3 separate regions of the Mus musculus genome follow, and regions 2 and 3 are each linked to region 1. A link is a contact called in public Hi-C data. All regions are on one chromosome and are shown on one strand. The core of a region is the stretch at or near the end of the contact, and the rest is flanking DNA. Distances in the headings are between cores, read along the strand shown. Region 1 overlaps Plekhh2 (pleckstrin homology domain containing, family H (with MyTH4 domain) member 2). Region 2 holds the start of Thada (thyroid adenoma associated). Region 3 overlaps Gm41642 (a long non-coding RNA gene).

Evidence for each region. Hi-C and Micro-C count contacts between places; a contact is called where the count stands out from the background.
Region 2: a contact with region 1 is called in a Hi-C map of embryonic fibroblasts, with 5 times the contacts expected there. The contact joins the promoter of Thada here to the enhancer-like site in region 1. A contact is called at or near these places in 4 of 39 promoter capture datasets (the 3T3-L1 cell line, neural stem cells and second pharyngeal arch cranial neural crest), 1 of 15 datasets of contacts at CTCF or cohesin (the NIH/3T3 cell line), 6 of 484 Hi-C or Micro-C datasets (the 3T3-L1 cell line, the C2C12 cell line, adipose-derived mesenchymal stem cells and 3 more), 4 of 115 datasets of contacts at active chromatin or transcription factors (embryonic stem cells, fibro-adipogenic progenitors, neural progenitor cells and 1 more) and 3 of 9 other capture datasets (adipose tissue, embryonic stem cells and pancreatic islet).
Region 3: a Hi-C map of uterus shows a contact between it and region 1, with 2.7 times the contacts expected there. The contact joins two enhancer-like sites. A contact is called at or near these places in 5 of 39 promoter capture datasets (the 3T3-L1 cell line, the SN4741 cell line, hippocampal neurons and 2 more), 4 of 484 Hi-C or Micro-C datasets (the AML12 cell line, the HL-1 cell line, nephron progenitors and 1 more) and 1 of 115 datasets of contacts at active chromatin or transcription factors (embryonic stem cells).

Annotation. Positions count from the first base shown.
Region 1 is chr17:84,582,890-84,587,948 of GRCm38.p6, forward strand. Plekhh2 (pleckstrin homology domain containing, family H (with MyTH4 domain) member 2) reads left to right here. Exons shown (of 30, transcript NM_177606.4): 16 at 576-656; 17 at 3,408-3,587. Among named protein-coding and RNA genes, the nearest start is that of 4930500A05Rik, 33 kb to the left of the region's middle. Within about 2 kb of position 2,477, at least 46 of the 459 cell types and tissues checked have an H3K27ac peak or open chromatin away from gene starts, as enhancers often do. A contact at or near this core is called in the C2C12 cell line, adipose tissue, adipose-derived mesenchymal stem cells and 6 more, where this site is marked.
Region 2 is chr17:84,463,806-84,468,864 of GRCm38.p6, forward strand. It overlaps Thada (thyroid adenoma associated), which reads right to left and starts at 2,403. Exons shown (of 38, transcript NM_183021.3): 1 at 2,289-2,403; 2 at 552-696. The coding sequence starts at 627.
Region 3 is chr17:84,496,976-84,502,034 of GRCm38.p6, forward strand. It overlaps Gm41642 (a long non-coding RNA gene), which reads right to left. Exons shown (of 3, transcript XR_877064.1): 2 at 2,409-2,619. Among named protein-coding and RNA genes, the nearest start is that of Gm41642, 5.2 kb to the right of the region's middle. Within about 2 kb of position 1,891, at least 37 of the 459 cell types and tissues checked have an H3K27ac peak or open chromatin away from gene starts, as enhancers often do. A contact at or near this core is called in uterus, where this site is marked.

The DNA.
Region 1 (5,059 bases), core at 1,227-3,726:
AGGACTAGTGCGGATGGGAACTCACAGTCCAGAGCTGTCAAGGCTACCAGGTTCTGACCCTCACGGTACTCATCTGATCTGCGCCTGACCCTAGGCCAGCAGTTCCCAACTTTCCTAACGACGCGACCCTTTAGAATAATTGCTCATGGTGGGGTGACCCCAACCATAAAGTTATTTTCATTGCTACTTCATAACTGTAACTTTGCTGCTGTTATGAATCAGAATATAAATATCTGATATGCAGGATATCTGATATACAGACCCTGTGGAAGGGTCTTTTGACACCCCGCCCCATAAGGTGTTCTATCCCACAGGTTAAGAACTTCTGTTCTAGCCTGCAGCTTTTCATGTGACACACAGCAGACTCTCCGGAATCATTGCATGGTACACTGTAAAGCTTCCAGTCTGTGCAGTGCCATCAGCCACTGTCACAGGCAAATCTTGGGCAGCGTTTAAGCAGATGACCACTTCCGTCTTGAGCCAGCATTTGTGGAGCCTCACAGAGAACATGTAAACTATACTGCAATTTTCCAGACTTCTGAACCACATTTTAATCCATTGCAATGTAATTCCAGGTGAAGCATGGCTACTCTAAGAGGGTCTGGTGCATGCTTGTTGGAAAGGTCTTGTATTATTTCCGCAATCAAGAGGATAAGGTATGTACCCACTCTAATATCCCAACGAGAGAAGGAATTTTGCATGTGCTAGCTTAAAAAGCTTTTCTTTTTGGCTTTTCTGTTGCTAGGGGAAACGGTAGACTTTTTGGTAGCTTGGTGTCATCTACATTTATTTCTTTTTTTATTAGATATTTTCTTTATATACATTTCAAATTTCAAATGCTATCCCGAAAGTTCCCTATACCCTCCCTCCACCCTGCTCCCCTACCACAGTAACCTGCTTGGCCTTTGCTTTAAACTTTGGCTTAGTAGCTTGTACCTAACGTACTTCCTAAGAACTGGAAGAGCAAAGCCTTGTTTTACTGCTAACATTCCTTAACAGCTTTCCCCAGGGTTCTGCCCAATTAGAAGAAGCTACAGGGTTTGAGCAGCTCGGCTGTAGGGTCTTGGATGCCTGGATGCCTCTTACCAGTCCATCCATTTACGTGTTATATCCTGTCTATTCATTTTTAAACTAATATCTGCCTCACACCCAAGAACTGGAGTAATCCTCACTCTGAAAGTAGAAAGATAGGCCATCTACCCAAGGTAAAAGGGTCACAGGTCATTGTGGACACTCAGTCACCTTGGTGTTACCACAATTACATGAATTTAGCCAATATCGATGAGCCTCAAGCTCGTATAGAATGACGGTGTCAGCAGCCTGTGGCTGGTCAGTTAATGACCCTAGACTCGGTCCAGTGACCACGTGGGTCAGTTATTTCCCTGGTCCCTTTTCTCAGGCTGTATTCTCAGGTCTACCAGCTGGATTTAACATTCAGGCCATTGTTCTCTCATTGCCGGTGGCGTGGGAGTTAACAGTCACAGCTGTTAGAAAGATGTGTCCAGAGGAGCAAGGAAGAGCTTGCATGGCAGTGCTGCCTGAAGCGTTAGGCCCAGTGCAGAGCGACATTCAGCATTCCCTGCTAGACTGATGTTCAGAAAAAATGGGCATTAAAGTTCCGATATGGAATTGGGGCACAGTTTTAGAGCAGTTCAGTAAGTGAATTTATCTTTAGAATAAATTGAGGGGATAGAGGCCAGGGACTGGATGCTCTTCTAGAGGACCTGTTTGGTACCCAACACCCACACTGAGACAGATGCTCGCAGTCACCTGTAACTCCAGTTCCAGGGAATCTGCCAATCTCTTCTGGCCTCTGCTGGAACCACAGACATGTAACATAACATAGACAGACAAACACATACGTATAAAATAAAAATCATTTTTTAACACTCAAATACATTCCATGTGAAAGACAGTATGTTTAATTAAGTAGTCCTTAGTATTAACCAGCCACCAGGTAGATTTAGCACAAGATAATATTTATTCATTAAGGCGTCTCTGGAGTGCCATGTTCCACTGCCTCCAACTTTTACTCTGAGTAAGACAGGACACACTGGAGGATTTTGAGCAGAGCTGCCACAGTCTCATCCTCTTTAACTTAGGAACAGGCTGGAGGGAACAGGGAAGATTCTAATCAGGAGACTGGTAGACTAATCCAGTCCGAGACAGCTGTGGTTGGTGGAGGCGCTAATCAGAAACAAGCATATATTCTGGAGGTCTTGTAGATGAGAACTTATGTCAGCAAAGTAAAAGGGTCAGCAGTACTGTCAGCGTTTTTGGCCTAAACTTTTGGAAAGATGACATCACTGAGGGCAGTGGAGACAGCTGGGGGAGCAGGTGGCTGAGGGAGACGCCGAAGGGAGCTTGAGATGCTGCTAGACATCCGGGTCCAGATCAGACTGGAGTTAGGCATCTGGGAACAGCTAGCATAGGCTGGGACTAAAGCCATGAGCTTAGATGAGATCACCCACTGCGTGTGTAGGTGGTCAGGACAGGGAGGCCAAGCACAGAGCCTTGGAATGCACCACGGAAGCGGAGGAGAGAGCGCACATGTCTTTGTGGTTAGGACTGGCTTTTTCAAAGAATTGCAGCCAGTACTTGGAAAGCTGATGCAGGGGGATGACTGCTGTACCTGCATGTATAGTAAGGCATTGTCTCAGCATCCTTCCCGGCCAAAAAGAAAAAAAAAAAGTAATCTCTGCAAACATTTTTGAACCTGGCCAAATATTTTAGGAGCTATAAATCTGAAGAATGCCCTGCAATGTCCTTAACTAGCATAGAAGTTTAAATACATACAGATCTACTAACTGGCGAGCAGGGGAGGCATGCTATGTTAGTAAAAGAAAGAGTAAACTTTAACAAAACCAGCTGTAGGAAGATTTGCCTACCCTTAAATTGCAGTGGAAAGAGCTACAGCCTTTCCCAGGGATGTGTGACACACTTTGATCAATGGTCTGAGAACTCAGGTCATCAATGGGGGTCTAAGCTAGCCTCTGTACCAACTGCCTCGTTATGTCTTTCTGTGGACAATCTGGAGCCTATGTCTACATTTTACCTCTTGATTGACTAGCTTAAACCAAACCACTCACCAATCTGTGAGGAAGACAGTCCACTGAGTATTTAGGCTGAAATATAACTGCATCCTGAGCCAGGAATCCGTCACCAGAGTGCATCCTGGTTATTTTTGCCTCAAGTGTTAAATGTCCAGTATTCACTCAGTGGTTTTATATCACAGTTAGGGTTTCTGCCTTTTGCTGTCATGTTGTGACAACATGGCCATGTTAGATTTCAGTGAGGTATTTGACTCTCAAAGCATGCCTTTTAAAGGAGAAGAGGAAAGGGCCGCAGTAACTTGTAAAGGAAGAGACAGACAGCACCTTCGCTCGAGTAACTGGCCTTCGCTTCAGTTCCCTCTAGGTCAGCTCAAACTCTGGGAGGCTAAGGTGGAAGAGGTGGACAGGTCCTGTGACTCCGACGAGGACTATGAGACCCGGGGGTGCTATCTGCTGTCCACTCACTACACCATCATTGTCCACCCCAAAGACCAGGGCCCTACTTACCTGCTCATCGGATCTAAGCACGAGAAGGTACCTAACATCTCCCAGTTCTTCTAAAGTGACTCAGACGTTATACTTCACGTACTGAGGGTTTCAGGCCAATTTTAATGGGATTAAGAACAAATTTGGGGGAGGAAAAAAAAGCCTTTTAATTTCTGTTTTCTGTGACTTTTTTTTACCTATCAGGAAATAATCCTCATCTAAACATGCTGGTCTTCAATCTATTGATAAAACTGTCTCAAGATCAAAATTAGTGGCAGTCGTGGGGGATGGATGCTCCTTCTGTGTACAAGTGTGAGCATCCCGGGCTGGGCACACCCAGTGAGCCTAAGGCTCTAACAGCTTTCATTCTTTGTTGTTTTTTTCCTGTAAAAACTTAGGTTTAGAGACAACAAAAGTGAATAACTATATTTGCTGTATGTATATAACTATGTATGACAAAGAACGAATCACAAATTGATAGGAAATAAATGGATTGTGTATGTATTATGTGTATTATTATGTTTGTTGTGTTTTGATGAAATTAGCTATTAAGGAAAACATAATTTTTCATTTTACACAATGGTCAAAAAATTAACTTCCGGATGAACTGAAAGAGCTAGAAGAATTTAATGAACTTTTTTTCTTTAAAAAGCTTTTATCTTTGAATCGAAAGTGCTTTCTAAGAAAAAGACACGCTGTGAGAAAATACGCTGGAAGTGGTAGAGACACTTTAAAAATCTAAAATCCAGGGCTCAGCAGTAAGAGCTTGCAACTCTCTCACAGGACCCAGCTTGGGTTCTCAGCACCCACGCGGAGGCTCACAGCCCTCACAGCCCTCTGGAGCTATGGTTTCAGGGGTGCCAATGCTCTCTTCTGGGCTCCAAGGATATGAGGCACCCAAGGGTGCACTTATATACATGCAGGCAAAATGCTCATGCACATAATAAAATAAGCATAAATATGTACTAAAATCCTTCATATCAAATAAGATTATAAACACAATTAGGTTATATTAGAAAAACTCAAAATAGTCCCTGTGTGGCTACTGTGTCTTGAATATACAAACAATAATGTCTTCATGTTGGTGGTTGTGTTTGAACACACGTGTCAGGCAAAGTCCTCCGTAGACATCGTTATGTTTGCAGTTACTCTTGCAGGAGATGGCTTTATTTCTACTCCCAGAGAGAAAAACAGCAACACTTGCCTGTGGAGATTTAGACCCATTTCCTGACTCCAGAATCCAGGCTGCCAAACATTTGTGTTTACTGTTTTCCATTTGGTTAAAACAAATTACATTTCCACTAGCAAGATAAGAGAAGGCTCACTGAAAAACTTCCTAAGGCAGTTAATCATGAGTAAAGAGAATTCTGACTTCTAGAATCAAAGAGATGGAAAGCATGAAAAACAACAAATTTCCAAATCAGCAAAGATTTAAAAACTTTTGTACAACCCAGTACTGGAGAGAGCACACTGAGGGAGCACACTGAGCTGAGGGAGCACACTGAGCTGAGGGAGCACAC
Region 2 (5,059 bases), core at 1,153-3,652, 120 kb before region 1:
TGAAACACCACGTGCCCACACACACACTTACTGCCCTAGTCTGCACTGCACTGCTGTGAAACACCACGTGCCCACACACACACTTACTGCCCTAGTCTGCACTGCACTGCTGTGAAACACCGCGTGCCCACACACACACTTACTGTCCTAGTCTGCACTGCACTGCTGTGAAACACCACGTGCACACACACTTACTGTCCTAGTCTGCACTGCACTGCTGTGAAACACCGTGTGCCCACACACACACTTACTGCTCTAGTCTGCACTGCACTGCTGTGAAACACCACGTGCCCACACACACACTTACTGCCCTAGTCTGCATTGCACTGCTGTGAAACACCGTGTGCCCACACACAAACTTACTGTCCTAGTCTGCACTGCACTGCTGTGAAACACCAGACCAGAAGAAGACTGAGAAGGACAGGGTTTACTTATTTTCTCTCACATGTCCCAAGTCCCAGTCCCTCAGTAAGGGAGGCCAGGTTCCAGCGATTCACACACTCTGTTTACAAATCTGTTCACTGGACAAATGAACTGTCAAAATCACATACATCTCAAAGTTTCCATGTCCTGATGACAGACAGTCAGCGCAGCAACCTGCATTTCTCTTTTCTTCTTCACACCCATCTTACACAGGATGAACAGCGCTCTGCAAGAAGGAAGAACTTGAGGCAGTGGTCCAGTGGAGAGTTTCTCCTGCAACAACAGTGACATTTGAGGCCACGTGTCTCTTACTGAGGATGGTGGGCTGTGCACCGTAGGGTGCTTAGAGCCTCCCCAGCCTGCACCCCATGAGATGCCAGGATTATCTTACTACCAACAAATTAAGATGACCAATAGATATCTCCCAACAAAGCCACTAGTGAGTGACAATTTCTGAGCTGAGGAGATCTGGTTTGCCAAACAAAATCTGTGGGCTTTTTGTTTAAGGTTTTTTTACTACCTTGAAAATGGGGGGTTTCATTATGTTGTCCTTAAATGAGGTGCTGCTTTGAAGGAGAGATTTCTTTTGTCCCATTTAATAATTAGACATTCTACGAAAGCTTTGAGGATACAGATTCCAGCTTAAGTCAAAGGCAGACCTCCGTGGCCACTGAGGAATGGTCTACCTGCAGACCCTCCCAGGCAGAAAACGACTCAGCATGCGTCACTTAAACTCCTGACATAGCTTCCTTGTTGTCCCTACTTGTCTCTGAAGAATCAAAGCAATCTAACCATGCACTTGCTTATAAACTTCCCAAAGGTTTTCCCTTGCACTAAATAAAATGCATTAGTTACATCCAAATTTGGGTGTATGGCCTGAAAACAATCTGGCCCCAGCTTCCTCTGCCATTCATTTCAGATTTCTTTCACAGCATGTATTACTACCTAAGATTACACTAACTGGCACACCTGTCTATTGCCTGTTTTTCCTAGCACTAAGCTCCATAAAGGTTGCAATGAACTGAATAGTTGTGTTCAGTGTTCCCGTTCTTAACTCCTTAGTCGTTCATGCATGTAGTAAATGCTTTATTAAAATTTCATGAACTAAATCAAGGAATTCTTAATTAACAATTGCTAGAGATATTATAGGAGGGACATATATACTTTTAGAAGGAAGGTGGGCTACCTGGTACCTAAAAGGACATGCTACAGCTAAGTGGCATACCGCTCCAGAAACTGAAGCATTTATAGTCCATTTGGACGGCAAGTCACTACAGCAACGGCAAATGAGCAGTCAAGCAAAAAAGTTAATGAACACAGCCAGACAGAGAGACAACAAGGAAAGGCCTTGAAGTTCTGGGTTAAGTTTAGGGAAATAATTTCCCAAACGAGCAGCCAGCGTGCAAAGTACTGAGAAAGTACTGAGGAAGGAAACTGAGGGGACACTTGTGATTTGAAATGGCAAGTTTGCAGCAGTATTTGATCCCGGAGTCCTAGGGACTACACAGAGATAGACTCGGTGATTCTGCGCGTTCTAAGGGTAAACGTGTGTCCGGGTGAACTGGGCCGGCCCAGAGCCGAAAATCCCGGTTCAGCCTGATGGGCATCTGCCCATAGGTGCCACTTGCTGCTTCCCGCCCATCTACATCTACACCTTCCCGACCGCCTCCCACGTGGAGTCCAAAGACTGACAGAAGGACGGATGAAAACGTGGTTCAAGGGCTGTCTGTCTCCATGGAGACCTCAGCGCCCGGAAGCCACGGCTGGCACCCTCGGGGTGGCCTGCAAGCTGCCCCGGCCGCGCTGTGGCGAAGTCGGTCCCCCGCGCCCGCGTGCCTGGCAGGCAGCGCGCCCGCGAGCCAAACCTCGTGCCCGAGGACGTCTGCAAAGCGTCGCCACCTCTGGACGAGACCCGGAAGCCCGTCAAGTCTACCGCGTCCCTGCGGCTTGTAACGTGGTGCGCGATCCAAAAACCGGTCCCCGGCGAAGGGAGGCAGGGCTGGAAGCTGGCACGGAAATATCGCGAGAGCGGCCGAGTGCCGCTCCTCCAATCAGAAGTGAGGGTGGGTTGTGACGTCATCAAAGAGGGCGTTTGCGAGGGGATTTAGAGAGCCCGCGACTAAACAGTTCTTGATAAGCGAGCCTATGATGGTGACTGCTGGGAATTGCATGCCCCTCACCTCCTTCTGGCTGGCAGAGCAGCAGCCTCCACACCTCTAGGTGTCAGGCCGACATTTCTGTTCCAACCCAGACTTTCTACATTCACTGTGCCCAGCGCAGAGACAGGCAAAATCTACACTCGGGGACGGTTGTGCCAGGGACGGGAACTGAAGCCAAGAGCAACGACTTGAACTCCACTGTCCGAGCCTTAAACGCTGCCTTAAAGGCTGCATCTTTTACACAACTCACAGACTATCTTGCAGTCCAGTCCTTTAAAACTGAGTAAAAATTAGAGACCTATATCACCTTAGTAAGGAGCTGGGACAAGGGACAAGATCACAGAACGGACAAGATGCTGAAAAGGCCGGGATGCTGGCCTGGGCTCTGAGATACATAGTTGGGAAAAACAATGAAAATTAGGTTCATCAGGTGGATGGCTTTTCTATCAAACTTTGTATTTCTTTGTGGTTTTGCCACGTGTATTGTGAGACCCTGACTTAAAGCGTTTCTCCTTGAAAGGTAAAGCCCCTAAAACATTTCCCCAAGCTTGTTTTCCCTGACCTATAAAAATACAGCTAGAAAGAAGCTCTTTGTTCTCTATAGCCAGCAAAAAGCCTTTTTGTTTCTATACTTTACAACCAGAGATGCGATAATTGTAAAAGACCCAGCCAGCACTTGCCTGGCTTCCTGTGCCAAGGACTCAGGGTTAGGGTTAGGGGAAGATAAAAATTCAGAAAGAACTCACTCCCCACTCCTTCTGCCTTGTAAATTTCACCAAGGACACTCCGCCCAACTCTTCCCAACTCCTCAGCTAGCTATTAAAAGCCCCCTACTGTCACTGGGGTCATCGGGGTCGGGTCAAACTCCCCTGACCTGCATGGCGGAAGGAGTTTGTCCTCAGCTAGCTGATAATAAAACCTCTTGCAGTTTGCATCAGTGTGATTTTCTCTCCCGTCTTTGGGGTGCTGGCCAACTTATCCTGGGACTTGAGCGGAGGCCAAGCTTCAGGGGTCTTACAGTATCACTAAACAATAGCTTGGTTGATTTTGTGTCTGTTATCCACCGATTCACATCTTTTGGCATTGCTTTCAGGTCACTCACCTAAAACTGAGTGGTGACAATTCTTTGACTCACTGTTAATATGCCGTTCTCTACTGTGCTGCATTTGTGCTGATATATATGGACATTTGCTCTGGAGGAGTCCAGAGCAGAGGGGTGGGAGCAGGGCAGGGGACTGGACATAGCCGGGGATAGGGAAGCAGGACGGATGTGGCAAGAATTGTGTAGGTTATTAGTAGGTTATTATCAGGGAAGCCTGGCTACTGTTAAATTAGAGGAGGAAGTGGAAAAGGCCAGGATACTAATCTGTGCTCTGAGATGCCTAACCAGGACCTGTGGAAAAGGACCAGAAGAGTTTGGAGGCTAGCATTGGCTCTGGTGTGCACCAGAGGTGCATGTCAACAAGGAGGAAGATGTCTTCTTTGCCAGAAGCAGGGAAAATAGGAGAAAGGCTCTTCCTGACAGACAGAAACCATTCCTCAAATTTCTGAGGAACGCTGAAAATGTCAGCAATTCTATAGGGCAGCATGAGCTGAGCCAAGACTGTCATTTTGGACCAAGTCAGTGGGCCTGCTTTTTAGGGCTGCCTGGGGTTTTCCTAATAGTAACAAACTACTGATAGTCTGGGGGTCCTGAAATGATACAGTCTAGAGGTTTGGGTTAGGTTAATTTTTTTCAGCCAGCTAAAGAATTAAAATGCAGGAAAAATCTGGAATGCAACAGTAGCAGAAAAGAAATCTCAAACAGCAGACAGAATCAGCAGTTGAAGAAAATCCCTACTCCCTGGTCAAAAATAAGTATGGGAATTCCTGAGGGTGGTTGGATACTGCTGGCCATGGATAATGAGATTTGCTGAGACAGTCAAGCCCCTCTATGCCAGCTCACGGACAGCCCAGTCCTTAGAATGGACTGAGACCGAACAGAGGGCCTTCAAAGCCATGAAAGGCCCTGATGTCTGCCCAGCCCTGGCCCTCCTAGACATTACTAAGCCTTGTGCATGAACGATGCCAGAGGCACTGTCAAGGGGATTTTCATGCAGACCCGGGCAGCCTGGAAAAGATTTGGTGGCAGATCTATCTTGCGCGCGCCCCCAACTCGCCAGCAAGAACGACACGGCAACAGGATCCTTCTGCACACGTTTATTCAGTCCTGTTTCTTCTTTCTCTATATCTCCCTTGTTTATATCTCTCCCGAACCCTGGGCCTCTCACTCTTTTATACTCTCAGTTCCCATCCACGCACAACAGGCCACGCCACCTCACTAGGCACACAGCTTCAGCTAATCAGGGCAGCAAGGGCATATCTCCATCAAAATGGATTCACCGGTATCCTGGTACACCTGCGCAGCTCTCAAGATGTTTCTGGCTTATATGAGGAAGTCAGGTGCAAGTCATATGACTTAGCTGCAGTCCCTGGCG
Region 3 (5,059 bases), core at 641-3,140, 86 kb before region 1:
CACTGTAACATAGGAAACAAACAAACAAACAAACAAAACCCCTCTTAATGCGTTTTGATTCTGTTAATCTCCAGAGAGTTTCAGACAAATCTAATTACTACCCCCTTTCCTTTATTATATTCCTTTTGCTGTTTTCCTTTTCTTTTGGTTATGTGGGCTATTGCGTGACCCGGGAGCCTGTGCATGCTGAGCGGACACTCCACCTCTGAGCTACACCCACCTTTAATTGTCATATTTAACAAAGGAAATCAGGCTGGGAGTGGTGGCACACGCCTTTAATCCCAGCAGTGGCAGGAAGATTTCTGAGTTCAGTTCAAGGCCAGCCTGGTCTACAAAGTGAGTTCCAGGACAGCCAGGGCTGTACAGAGAAACCCTGTCTCAAAAAAACAAAACAAAACAAAAAACCAAAAAAAACCCCCAAAAACAAAAAAACCCAAAGGAAATCAATTTTGCCCCAGACACACACACACAAATTAGGGAATTGAAGATCAACAGCTGCTTATTACAAATAATTCTAACAAATTTGAGGAGGCAGAAATATCCTAATATTACACCTATGAATAACCAGGCAAATATTCTAAATGTATTTGCATACTTAATGAGTCTTGTTGATTTAAGCAACAGAAGTAACTTAATTGTAAGCTTAGCATCAGTGCTCTCTATTTCACTTTTGCACACTGTCTGTGCATCCAAGCATTATCTAATTGCTCAATCATTGGTCTGAATAGTCTACTTGAGAAAGACATAAATCCTTGTGACTTGTAACATGGTACAGAGTTCGTGAGGTTGAACCGTTTTAAGCAGATGTCCCTTATCATCTTGTTTAGCTGAAGACAGTTTTAGACCCATCACTGTGGACTTAAAGCAAGCTTTAGAAAAACTGGGGAGTTATTGAACTCATAAAATCAATGTAAAAATTCTAAATCATAAGGCATGTGGCCCTGCCTTAAACAAACTGAAGAACCATGCTCACTTTACTTTTATGTAACAAAGTAATTTTAAAGACACTCAACCAAGACAAAAAAAAAATCTTCTTTTATCTTAGAATGAAAGCCCCTCTTCCCTCTTATCTTTATCTGTTAGATGGGCTATTATGCAAATATACTTTTTAGTGTCAACAAGAAGAAGCACAGCTTAATAACTATTTTCTTTCTTTTAGATACTTTGACTGCTTATCTGGCCTGCATCCCTAGAGGGAGCCTGCAACTAAATACTTCATAAAAAGCAATTAATCTTTAAAGTTTCATGAGAGAAGGAAAACAAGAAGCAAAAGAAAAGAAAAAAATGTGAGGTATTCAGGCTCAAAAAATACAAAATCATTTTTGAAAAAGGCTAATTATGTTCCCTTTGCAAGAGAGGAAAGAGTTTTAGAAATAGGAAAATAAATACTCCACATATACACACAAAAGAACACGACATGTGGTTGGTTTCGACATCATTTGAGTCCTTGACAATTTTATCAAGCCATACAATTACAATGTCAGCTCTTATTAATCTCCAAGTACAAAAAAACAGAGCAGGCCTGACTTCTGAGGTTAAACAAAAGTTTTCACTCTTTAAGACAAGCAAGACAACAATGTTCTCATGAGAGTTTCTTCGTTCTTTTGTTCTGATCCACTTCCTGAATGAACAATCTTGTTCATGTCAGAATTTCCCCCAAATGGCAATAGCATTTCAAATTCTCCCTGAAAAAAAAAATCGTGCCATCTGAAAAACTAAGGGTATGTTATTATACATGGAAACTCTAACAATGAAGGAGACAGGTGTTAGCCTAGAGTGGGCTGGGCTGTATGAGACATAAGAGACCCAAATGGCCTACGAGGTACTTGGCTTGATGTCCTGGGAGTCTGGCGCAAGACCAGCTGTTGCTGATCCAAAGATGGATAAAATCTTCCAGTTCAGTGCAGCTGGAATGCAACAGAGCGTTTCTCAGGCAAACAAAGACAAAGGCTGAGGATGAGCCTTATACGGGCTTTTAAAGTAACCCATGGAGACATTCATTCACACTCCAAACACAGATTCTCTCCCTACCAAATACTGCTCTCATAAATAAATACTTAAAATGCTGGTTGGTCAGGTATAGTACGAAAGAACTAGAAAACAAGTTTACCAAATAATAAAATCATTTGTTAGCTTTATGTCGCTACAGCAGGATGCCCAAGAGAAATGCTTTAGAAGCAAGCCGATTTATTTTGACTCATGGTTTCATCTCTGTGGTCCTGAGGGGGAAGCCAACTATCACGCTGGAAAAGAATAGTAGAAGAAAGCCCCTCACCTCATGGTGGTGGAGTGGGAAGGAGACAGAGAGAAAATGAGACTCTAAGGACAATACAGACCCTTGAAGGTGTATCCCCATAACCCACTCTTCCCAAACCAGGCCCCACTAGCCCATTCAGATATAAACTCACCAATGAACTGATCCATTGAGGTTAACACCTCTCAAAAGCATCTCTCAAAAGCACTACTGGCTGGAACCAAGGCATCCGCATACAAGCATGGGCTGAGGGTGGCAGGCTTCACATCCAAACTATGAGGAACACAAGTCTGGTTCCATAAAGGAAGTAAGTTTTCCTCCAACACGGGTGGCATACATCTGCTCTCAGGAGGCTCCTTGGGAGGCTGAAAACAGGGTGAAGCACAGGGGTTTGAAAACAGCCTAGGCTATGAAATGGCATGCTGTCTCAAAGAAGAGGAAGAGGAGGAAGAGGAGGAGGAAGGGGAGGGGGAGGAGGGGAGAGGGGGAGGAGGGGGGAGAAGGAGGAGGAGGGGGAGGAGGGGGGAGGGGGAGGAGGGGGGAGGAGGGGGGAGGAGGGAGGAGGAGGGAGGAGGAGGGGGGGGAGGAGGGAGGAGGAGGGGGGGGAGGAGGGGGGAGAAGGAGGAGGAATCCTAAGGATCCACATTCCTGTGAAAGCAAAATCAACCTAACCCTGAAGGATTTCAGTGAAATTGACCTGAGTTCAATTCAGCATCTGCACATGGAGACACAAAAGGTCTCAGATGTGCATCACGTTAGTAGGTTGAGGGTCCTGAGCCAAATCCATAAAGACTCAAATGAACTTTGTTAAACTTCTATTTATTTTTAAAACTGCATTTATTCTCTCTCTGTGTCTCTCTCCCTTTCCTTCTCCCTGTACCTTCCTCTATCTCTATCTCCATTTTTCTTTCTGTTTCTCTGCCTCTTTCTGTCTGTCTCTGTCTGTCTCTATCTCTGTTTCTGTCTATCTCTCTGTCTCTCTCTCTCTCTCTCTCTCTCTCTGTGTGTGTGTGTGTGTGTGTGTGTGTGTGTGCTTGCTAGCTCCAAATCTTCAAATGTGACTATGTAACCTGGAGTGACTACAGAAATCAGAGAAGTAAAAGAGGGGCCCCGGGGTGGAGAAAGAGGAGCAATGGAGAGGGGCATAGCAGGGCTTAAGCCATTTGAAAGCAGAAATGGGGAAACTGGGGAGGGTTCTAACTAGGGAGAGGTAAGGAAAGTAATATGAAGAAAGAATGAAAAATAACAGCAAGAATGTCTGAAAAAGTCATAAGGGATAAAAATATTATCTACCTACCTAAAATTGCATATAATATATATACATCAGGTTATATATATGCATATATAGTTTAAGTGAAAGTATCCCATCTAGGTGGACAGTGCTCTTCCAAAGACTGATAGGCCATGGACCAGAACCCCAACACAAGGCACCAGAAGCTGTCTTTTGAGTTGTTGGTCAGGGTTGTTCAAGAGGCTCCCCAAACAGGCTACTGCTATTGCCTTTAGTTGCCTCCCAGAGATGAAGGTAAGGCCCTATTGCTGAGACACCATGCACTTTGCACACAGGACACAGGGGATTTGAACTAGGTCTGACCTGAAAGCCCTGCCCCTGAAGACTAGCTTTCATGGTCCCAGAAGGCAATAAGCAAGTTTCCAAGAGCTGGAAGCAACCAGTAATCCTACCCATGTATGACACCTCTGGATTAAAAAATGGCAAGAGTAGCACAATATTCCCAAGGGTGTGACACTGGCACGTATCCCCTGGCTGTAACCAACAACTAACTTAAGGCCTCTTCAACAAGATGGAAATCATGCTTGGTTTGGAAACAACCAACTTCTACGACTTAGTGTGGTCATGGCTCTTAGAGAGCTACCACTGTCAGCTTATACCAGAATAATTCCTAACTACGTTCTAAGTACTTGTCCTTAGACCTGAAATTAAGAACTCCCACCGAAGAAGTGTCTCATTGCAATAGAGATCACTACAGAAAATCAAACTGATGAAAATACAGAGGTTGTATGGCCTTGTGGTGCTCAGATCCAACTGACACAACACAGCCCCTGCATCTAACACCCAGGGACCACAGCAGAAGATAAGGGAGAAAGAATGTAAAATTCCGAGGGACAGAGAGTTGGCTATGAGATTTTTTGACTACTAGAAATGTTTGAAAAGTTATACACATAAGTCTAATTAACATGGCTTCTTAAACAAGACTTGAACAAGGATAACACCAATAGACAAGGTAACAGGAGAGAGATGTTTCATTGGGCCTCAGACAAAGAACTACAGAGCACAAGAAATAGCCTCCCTCAGGAAAGAACCCTCAGATTTGCTATCTAATACCAAATGGTCAGCCTTGAAATCTTATGCATACAGCTTCATAACGATTGAGAAGGTTGGGTTTATATATTTAGGAATATACATCCGTGTGTGTGTGTGTGTGTGTGTGTGTGTGTGTGTGTAAAACAACAAAGAAATAGAACCCATGAATTTGAGAAAAAAATAAACAGGTTGCAAGGAAATGATCGGATAGAAGAAAGGAAAGGGGGAAACAATGTAATTATATTTTTTTCAAATGTATGTTTTCTTTGTTTGGTTGGCTGAGTTTTAGAGATAGAGTCTTTCTGTGTAGCCCTGACTATCCTGGAACTCATTTGTAGAGCAGGCTGACTTTAAACTCAGAGATCACCCTGCCTATGCCTCCTAAGCACTGGGACTAAAGGTGTGCGCCATGACCACTGAGCTACACATGTGCAGTTTTAAAGGAGTAACGCAGAGGGTGGTGGTGCACATATTTAATCCCA